Regions from separate parts of the Mus musculus genome. Here regions 1 and 3 are each linked to region 2. A link is a contact called in public Micro-C and promoter capture Hi-C data. All regions are on one chromosome and are shown on one strand. The core of a region is the stretch at or near the end of the contact, and the rest is flanking DNA. Distances in the headings are between cores, read along the strand shown.

What was found. Promoter capture Hi-C pulls out the DNA fragments that hold promoters and counts their contacts. A called contact is a pair of places that touch in the nucleus more often than the background predicts.
Region 1: a promoter capture Hi-C map of embryonic stem cells shows a contact between it and region 2, with 50 read pairs. The contact joins the promoter of Rgs20 here to the promoter of Sox17 in region 2. A contact is called at or near these places in 6 of 39 promoter capture datasets (cranial neural crest and embryonic stem cells), 28 of 484 Hi-C or Micro-C datasets (differentiating embryonic stem cells, embryonic ectoderm, embryonic stem cells and 2 more), 8 of 115 datasets of contacts at active chromatin or transcription factors (embryonic stem cells, pancreatic cancer cells and stem cell-derived neural progenitor cells) and 1 of 9 other capture datasets (embryonic stem cells).
Region 3: a contact with region 2 is called in a Micro-C map of embryonic stem cells, with 4 times the contacts expected there. The contact joins the promoter of Xkr4 here to the promoter of Sox17 in region 2. A contact is called at or near these places in 3 of 39 promoter capture datasets (cranial neural crest and embryonic stem cells), 5 of 484 Hi-C or Micro-C datasets (all in embryonic stem cells), 4 of 115 datasets of contacts at active chromatin or transcription factors (astrocytes, embryonic stem cells and stem cell-derived neural progenitor cells) and 1 of 9 other capture datasets (pancreatic islet).

Annotation. Positions count from the first base shown.
Region 1 is chr1:5,018,162-5,020,922 of GRCm38.p6, forward strand. Rgs20 (regulator of G-protein signaling 20) reads right to left here and starts at 1,378. Exons shown (of 5, transcript NM_021374.5): 1 at 1,150-1,378. The coding sequence starts at 1,218.
Region 2 is chr1:4,495,957-4,498,656 of GRCm38.p6, forward strand. It overlaps Sox17 (SRY (sex determining region Y)-box 17), which reads right to left and starts at 1,398. Exons shown (of 5, transcript NM_011441.5): 1 at 335-1,398.
Region 3 is chr1:3,670,146-3,672,934 of GRCm38.p6, forward strand. It overlaps Xkr4 (X-linked Kx blood group related 4), which reads right to left and starts at 1,353. Exons shown (of 3, transcript NM_001011874.1): 1 at 407-1,353. The coding sequence starts at 1,203. It also overlaps the pseudogene LOC108167595.

The DNA of each region.
Region 1 (2,761 bases), core at 128-2,627, 520 kb after region 2:
GCTAGCTCTTCTTGCCCAGGTTTTGCTTGCTGCTTATGGACTCGAGGAAGATCCTGACCCAGCCCAGCCCCAGAGAGCCCACCTCTCCCGCGCTCCACCTTCACACCTTCAGACCTGCGCGGTCGCAGCGCCTGTACCCTCCCCAACGCCCACCTTCGGTCGCCCACTCCCTAAGTGTGGAAATCCTTCAGCGCATTGAAACGTCTCCCCAAACACCCACCCCACCCCCGCGTGTGCCGCTTCCGAGGCCTCTCCCTTACCCACTCCCCTGAAGCAGTAGGTGGGGTTAGCCACAGATCTCCGAAAGAGCACACCCTTGTCCCAGGGAGCTGTCTCCCTTTAGGCTCCTTGCCAGCCCAGTTTCCCCAAGTCTGAGGGCACCATCATACAAAGACCCGACTCCCCATCGCTCACCTCCGCGCAGCCTCTCTGCTTCCTACCCGAACCTTCAGTCGCTGCAGCCTCGGCACGTCCTCGGGTTCCAACCTCCCGAGCCCCCCGAGTGTGGGAAATCTAGCTCCCAGGCCCGATAAGGACAATCCCCACCCTCTCTCCCTTAAGTGACTGTTCGGTCTACTCAGTTGTCTGGTGTTGCTGCCCGCAGCGCTCCGGGCGCGGTCTGAGCGCCTACTTGAAGCTCAGCTCCGCCAGCCGGCCTGTGATGCGCTTCTCTGAAAGGGAGGTAGTGCGTTCCGGGAGTGTCACCTCCTCAACCTGCGCTCAAATTGCCCGCCCCGGGTCCTCAGACCGAGGCGCATCCTTCCCCCAACTGAGAGAGAGCCGAGACTCTTCCACTCGCTTGGGCTCTCCCAAATGCTTGGCATGTCTGATGTGCACTTTAGACCTTAATGGCATTTTTCGTCCCTCGCTGAGTCTCAGAGTCCGGACCACCTGCTTGGTGGGTCTGATAATAACCGATCACAATGGTTCGGAGCCTTCCCTCAGACAATGAGATGTTCCGAACTCACAACCCACTCGCCTCAACTGACTAACCCTAAGGGCGATGACCAGCCAGGGATTGCACCACCGGGCAAGGAGAGACTGGCGTCCCAGGTTCCTCGAGCTCCTTCTACTGCCAGGTCCAGGGCTTCGGGGGGGGGGGGGGGCAGGGAGTCAGAGAGGAAGACGAGGAGGACGCCAGGTACTTACCAGGCCAGGGTCCGCTGGGCTAGCCGAAGGGGAAGCTCTGGCCCTCGGGCCTCCGTTGGCCGTGCGCATGCGTCCAGAGTGTGCCTTAGTTTTCTTACACTAGTCAGAGCGGTTCCTACTCCGCCCGCGCTGGCTCTCTGCCACCCGCCCTTTCCTGCGTTTCTGGGTCTAAGCTCCGGAGCTCTTCTCTCTTCCTCCTCCTTTCCCTTCTCTGACTCCTCTCCGCCCCGGCGCTCGCTCGCTTTCCTGGGGCAGGGCAATCCCCTGGCTCGCCTCCTTCTGGCGGCAGCACGCAGCACTCGGAGGCTGGGGGTACTCCCTAGTCCCAAATCGGGCGAGCGGAGCCCCGGTCCTGGCTCCTCTCTTATAATCGCAACGAAATAATGGGTGCGGCGGGAGCGAGCTTTGAGGGTGCCTGTAAGGCCCTTTCTCTTTATCCCCTGGCCTTAGCTTGCGGGGGACGCCGTGGGGTGGGGGCGATCCAGAGTTTGTGAATGAGTACTGGGGCCTTGTGAATGAAGAGATGCTTGGGGGTACGGGGAAAGGTCGCGAGAGGAGCTGGTGCTTTGTACCCCGGGTCTCGCGCCTGTGAACTGCCCGCCCCTGCTGGACAATCCCCACTGAACCCTTTGACCTCAGCGCCACTAACATCCGCCCCCAACTCTCTTTGTATAGCCTTTCTAAGAGATCTGTTCTCCCACTCTAAACAGTGGTCCTACTCAGTTCCGGCCAGCCAGCCAGAGTCGGATGGCCCCACCTGGCGATTGGGATGGCAGGGTGGAGTGTATGTAAGAAAGCCTAAGCCGGGACTCCGGTCTCTCTCAGTCCCTCGGCAGTCTCCCTTTCTTTTGCGACTCAGGCGGTGGGAGGGGAAGCCCCGGGCATTTGCAGAACCTGGCGCCTACCTCTGAGGATGCCCCTCGCCCGGGTCGCCGCAGCTAGCGAAGTAACCCTTGAAGTGAACCCCTGGGGCAGTGCGCCTGAGCTCGGAGGGCTAAACTCAAGCAGCAAAGTGACCTGACACAAAAATAACATCACGTCATTTCCTCCCTCTTCCTGGGAAGAGGAGTGGGGGCATGAACGCGGCTGCGAGCGGTTACAAAGTGCGGGGATGCTTGGGGAGGCTCGAGGGGAAGCTGCAACTACAGTTGGAAAAGATCTTCGGAGGCGTCAGAGGGCTTCCTCTTGCTTCCTAGGATGGTAGAAACAGAACAGATCGCTTGGGAGAAAGTAGCTCTAATGCCTCGGTGGAGGTGGGAGTGTCCGGGAGCCTCAGGTGCCCTTTCCTCCAGTGTGCCCAGCGCTGTGCCAATCTTTCAGTATCCAGGCCAGCCCGGGTGGGCTGGGTCAATCAGGATTAGAGCGAGTGGGAAAGGCTGGGGCCTCCAGAAGCCGAGGGTGGGTTTAGTGGAGTTCCCAGTACTCACGGACTCGGGTGAACTCTTTTCAGTACAGGCGTCCTCTCCTCTGGGCTCCGAATTCGGACTTGCCAGCTTCAGTAGACGACCCCTCGGACGTCGTCCTGGCAGTGCCATTGAGGCCACAAGTAGGAACAGGAGGCGGTGGGGCTCTGGAGAGAGCCAGGCAGTAGGCCAGGAGCTTGGCTGAGAGG
Region 2 (2,700 bases), core at 148-2,647:
AAATATAATTCAGGTGTAGGTCTAGAAAATGTATTTACACCATTTTACCTGGGTACCTAGTTCTGTTCGAGCTCCATAAAAGGAACTGAGAAAGTGGTTAGAAAGAAAGCCCGGGGATGGGGAGGCAGCGTTATTTACAAGCATCCCTGAAGATTAACAACTGATCTTTCTGAGGGAAAGCACAAACACAGTAGGAGTCCAAGCGACCACTTTTGGGCTCTTCCCCGTTCCTTAAAACAGCCTCCCCTGGAGTCCCTAGATAGCACTTTACTTAACAAATCTACCAGGAAATGTGGCGCTTTCCCAAGACTAGTCCCCCTTCCCGTCCTCTTACCTAGATCTAACTTCTGCTGACCATTCTCTTGATAGATACTTTGGGAGGAGTGTTGGGGCCAACCGCACTTCAGACCCGCCAGCAGTGTGAGTGGGCCATATTTCAGTTTCTTCACTAAATGGGTGTTGGAAGCCGAGCTCACGACGTTATCAAAGCCAGCCACAAATGCCACAAGTAAAGAAGCAAACATCCGGAGCGGCTTCCTGCAAGCCTTGCTTCCCTCAACACTAGAGATTTACTGGGGTGGGGGTGGGTATCTGGACTAGAAGCCTGGCACGCCTGTCTGCTGTAGTCCGCAGCGGTATCACACTCAAACAGTGCAGGATTTCTAGGTGGCTACTGCCTAAGCCACATCCCCAAAGCAGACCTGAGGCTCGAAAGGCTGGGGCAAGGAAGCGTCTAATGTAACTAGAAGCTGTGCCCGTAACCATTTGGGGCCTGTAGCAAGCGGGTTGGTGATCAACTGGGACTCCGAAGTGGGAGAGTCTAAGCCACTCTTCTACAGCGAGCCTCAGAGTGAGTGGTTGATTTCTCGAAGGTTTTATGGTTTTGGTGTTCTGATGGCCAAGGCCTGTTAAAGGACATTCAAGTCCAATTGCACAGGATCCGTGGGCACTCAAGCAGATCCGTGGTCTGTGGAGAGCAAGTTCATGAGGGCGGAAAAGGGAGCGTGGGCTGTCATCACGGAGACAGCCCCCGGCGGACTCTAAGATAACAGAGACAATAGTACCACTGGACGGTCTAAAATACGTGCCTCAGAGTCTGCCTCTGAGAACACCGAGCGTCGTGCCCCGGGCTCCGCACCTCCCAGGTAGGGCCACGCAGAGCGATGCGGTCGATTGGCACCTTTCACCCGGGCACCAAAAGGCGCAGTCTCTTCTCCCCTTTATACCTTTCGCGCTCTTTCCAGTCCCTGGTCAGTCCCCAGTGGGTCGGAGGTGGAGATGGAAATTCGGGAACTTGAGAGGAAAGAGTGGCAAGAAAGACAGTGATCACCGGCCCCCACGGTGGCCCAGAACATTCAGGCCAGACCCTGCAATCTTCGCTTTGCTAGCCTCTCCCGTGAGAGCTGAGAACGTCTGACCCCAAGATTAACTTCGGGGGCTCATTCCGCACACCGTTGGGAGCGTGCATCCTGGGTGGGCGGGGTCTCACGTAACTGTCCGAATCTCTGTCTAATCGTGCCCCGAAACCCCACCCTAGCAGCTGGCGACTCGGAGACCACGTCCTCCTTCCCGCTCGGCCCTAGCTGAGTTTTTCCGCGGCGAAGCAGGAAGTAAACTGCTCCCGCTCCACTTCCCAGCTCAGTAACCGGTCGGGAATGTTTCTTAGAACCCATACCCCATCTGTGTTCCCCAGACGAAGTAAGGACTCCTCTTTATTCCTGCTCCATGGAACCTCAGGTTCTCTTGGGACGGTAGTCTGAGAGCTAGGAATGAAGCCTTGCTCACATTTCTTTGTCCTCTTCCTTGAAATTTAAAGACAATTCAAATATGGCTTGGGTTTTTATAAAGGTGATGGCTGCTGTAGCCTAGTAGTACCACACCCTAGGGAAGACGGGCTTCCTTGGAGAAAGGCAATCCTCGCCTTGCAGTCTGGCCTGTCACTGTGAGCAGAGCACTTGCACTCTCTCCAGAGAGCAAACTGGGTAGGACTGCTTCCCAGGATGCCCAGTGTGGCATCCTTAGTCTTCTTCTCTGATTTATTAATATCCAGCTCAGTCTATGATCCTGTAATACTCCGTTCCTGGACTGTGAAAGTGATGATGACTACACAGTGGGTCAAGCACATTGAGTTGTTTCGTTGAGTTTGCTTTGGTTTTGTAGCAGAGGCAATAGGTGCCTTTCCATCCAGAAAACTCTGCTCCCAAGATCCCCTATCAGGATTAACTGCATGGCGCCAGATTGTTGGTTAGGGCAAGGTATGTGCTCTGTGATCATGGAAATGATCAAAGTTAAATAGGACTTGCCACTCCTGACAGCACTCATTACCTCCTGTATGCGCTTCAAGCATAACAGATTTCTAACCTGAACCTAATTTAGCTTCCAAAGCTTAAAAACAAGAGGGAAGAGTTAGGAAGCCTTCCGGGGTTTCAGCTGGGTTACTTGAATGTTGTACTCTACCCATTTGGTGAACATGCCAACAAGTTCATAGCAACACAGGGTCTTCCGTTCACTACACCTTTCAATCCTGGATCACAGGGCTTTCCAGCCTTGACTACATACTTACGAATAATAGAATGTCCAGATTAATCCTTGGGTCTTCTTACTCCTAAGTGGAAACAGTAAGGACCATCTCCATAGACCTTAAAGGCTCATATGTCTGGGTCACAGGACTTCTGGAGAGTAATATTCTCTCCACGTCTC
Region 3 (2,789 bases), core at 103-2,602, 830 kb before region 2:
TTGTAATCCTATCCAAACCCAGCACAAAGGAAACCATCAAAAGTACAACACACCAAGAATTCTACATAATATAAATGACTTTTTAGTAAGTGTGAGAGGAATCCTCTGCTAGTGAAATATTAAGTCTACAATCGGGGGAGAACTTGTAGCATACATAGAAAAACTAGTCTATGAGAAGATGGGAAACGTGACAGACTACAAACACGTTCCTGCGTGCCCTTCCTTGGTTTCTTTTTCCTCACCTAACATGAGTTAGGTAAGGAGCAGTTTAGAAAAGAAAACCACAAGAGTGACTTGGCTTACTAGTCATTAGGAAAGATTTCATGCAAAAGTAGAACAGTGGACATGGTGGGCAGGCATGTAGGAACAGTAGTAGTCTCTCTCAACCCCCACCCTGATACAGTACCTCCAGATTTGCCCAAGCTGCAAGATGTGGATGAGTGACTGCAGGAGCCAGATGCAAAAGGAGCAGGACGCAGACCTGTGTTTGCCGCTGGTCCGGGTGGCCCCGTTGCTGTTGCTGCCGCTGTTGGTGGCGGCGATGTTGCTCTTGCTGGCGTTGGATGCTTGCCTCTGCGGCGTGGAAGGACGAACCTCGCCTTCCCCGGCTGCAGACCCACTGCTGACCACCGTCTTGCAATCTGCTCCAGGCTGCTGGCAGCTGGAGGTGGTGGTCGTGGAGCTGTCCTCGGTGCTGAAATCATGCACAAACCAGCGGAAGCTGAACACTTGCACAGAAAGGGAGCCCAGCACCACGAAGAAGAGGGTGAGCCCAAACCACCAGCGCTGGCCACGCAGGTAGTAGTCCACCGCGAGCCAGATGTCCGTTCCCACATCCGCGAAGTACACGGCCACGGCGGCCAGGATCCAGAGGCAGTCCCACAGCGAGTAACGCCGCTGCTCCCTGCCCAGGCGCAGGCACAGCGCCGCAGAGCCCGCCCCGCTGCCCCGGCCGCCGCCGCCCGAGCCGCCCGAGCCCGCCGAGCCGCCGCTCCCCGCGCAGCAGCAGCAGCAGCGCGAGCAGCCACCGCCGTCCGGGCAGCAGCCGCCTCCGGCCGCCTCCGTGTCCTCGGCTCCGGACCCCGACGGCAAGCCTGGAGCCAGTCCTTGCACAGAGCCCGAATTGTCCGAGTTCTGCAGCGGGGTGAACGCCACGTCGCTGCTCTTCTTCATCTTCAGCCTCCCGTCTGACTTAGCGGCCATGATGCCTCGGCAGCGGAGGAGAGCACTCCTTTATCTGACACCTGTCCCTGCTGTCTCCTCCTCCCGCCACCTCCTCGCCTCGCCCTGGCTTCCTTCCCCGGCCGCGCCGCTCCCCAGCTCCTACTCCAGCGCCCGCTCGCCCGCCGCCGCCCGCGGGGCTGGGCGCTGGGCCCGGCTAGCCGCACGCTCGGGACCCGCAGGAGCGCCGCCTGGCTGCCTGCGCCGAGCCCAGCTGCTCGCGCCGGCCCGCGCGCGCCCCTGACAGCCGCCCGCGCTCCGCGCCGGCCCGGCCCCGCGGCTGCAGCACGAGCCGCCGCCGCCGCCAGCAGCAGGAGCAGCAGCGGCCGCCGCGGAGCTCCTCGGACCTGCACATTCCTCTCCTCCCCTCGCGCGCGCTCCCTCCTCCCGCAGCCTCTCCTCCACCAGCTGACTCCGAGGGAGAGGATGACCTCATCCCTTCCCTTCCAGCTGCCGCCGCTCCCACCCCGGCTGGGGAGGGGCGAGAAGGAGGGCCCGGAGGAGGGGCTGGGATTGAGGGGAGCGGCGGGTGGGGGTGCCTGGCTGGCCAGTGCTGGACGCGGAGGGCAACAGCACGGCAATCGGAGGCCCAGTCCAGGCTCGTGGGATAGCGAAGAGCGTTGAGTGGATTTCCTCGAAGCTGGGGGGATGGGATGGGCAGAGCGCGCCGCGTGTTAGAGCCTTGGTGTTGGGTCACTGCCGAGGGTAGGGGGCCACGGACACAAGCGGGCGTGGCAGCAGCGAAGGCTGCGGAAGAAATGGTCTCTTTGTATTGTACCGGGCGCGCTCGGCACCTGGCTGGGTGTGGTATGGTGCTAGGTGTGTTGCTGGCGAGGGTGAACACGCTTTAACTAGGAAGCTAGGGCTCCTATACTGGCGGCGGTGGTGGGCGTGCCATGCTTTGGAGATCCTGGGTGGCACAGTACTTGCAGAGCTAGAACACCTAAAGCAAAGCTGGCAGCAGAGGGCGAGCCCTCGGGATAAGGCGAGAGCAGCCCCAGGGATGCTGTCCTGCCAAACCCCAGCCTAGAGAAATGCAAAGGCCCTATCTCAGGAGGTGGGTGCATGAAGCCCTGTCCCCCTGCGAGTTTAACGAGCCTGAGGCAGCAGCACTAGGCAGACACCATGGTGGGGCTACTCCTAACCGCAGGTGGGAAACGCTGCACCTCTGGCGGCGGCAACCTAGAGCGCGGCGGTGGGAGGAGGGACATGGCTAGTAACCAGGGAAAAGAGAACTAGCTCGGCCCTTGGCCCCGCGCAGGGAGTGGCAGATCCCAAAGCTAATGCCACTTCTCTTATTCCAAAACTGCAATTACCTTCCCTTAAACCTATAAACGTACAGACTTACTGTAGGGTCTCATAACTTCAGAAATGACTCGAATTTAATCTATTCTCGAAGAGAATGTAATAAAATATGTTGCAGTTTAAAAAACAAACAAACAAACAAAAACAACCAACCAAAAAAAAAAAAAAAAAAAAAAAAAACACCACCACCACCAAAAAAAACCCTTTAAATCCCAACAAAATATGGGATATCTTTTTCCTTTTTAAGTTAAGAAAACCCGTGC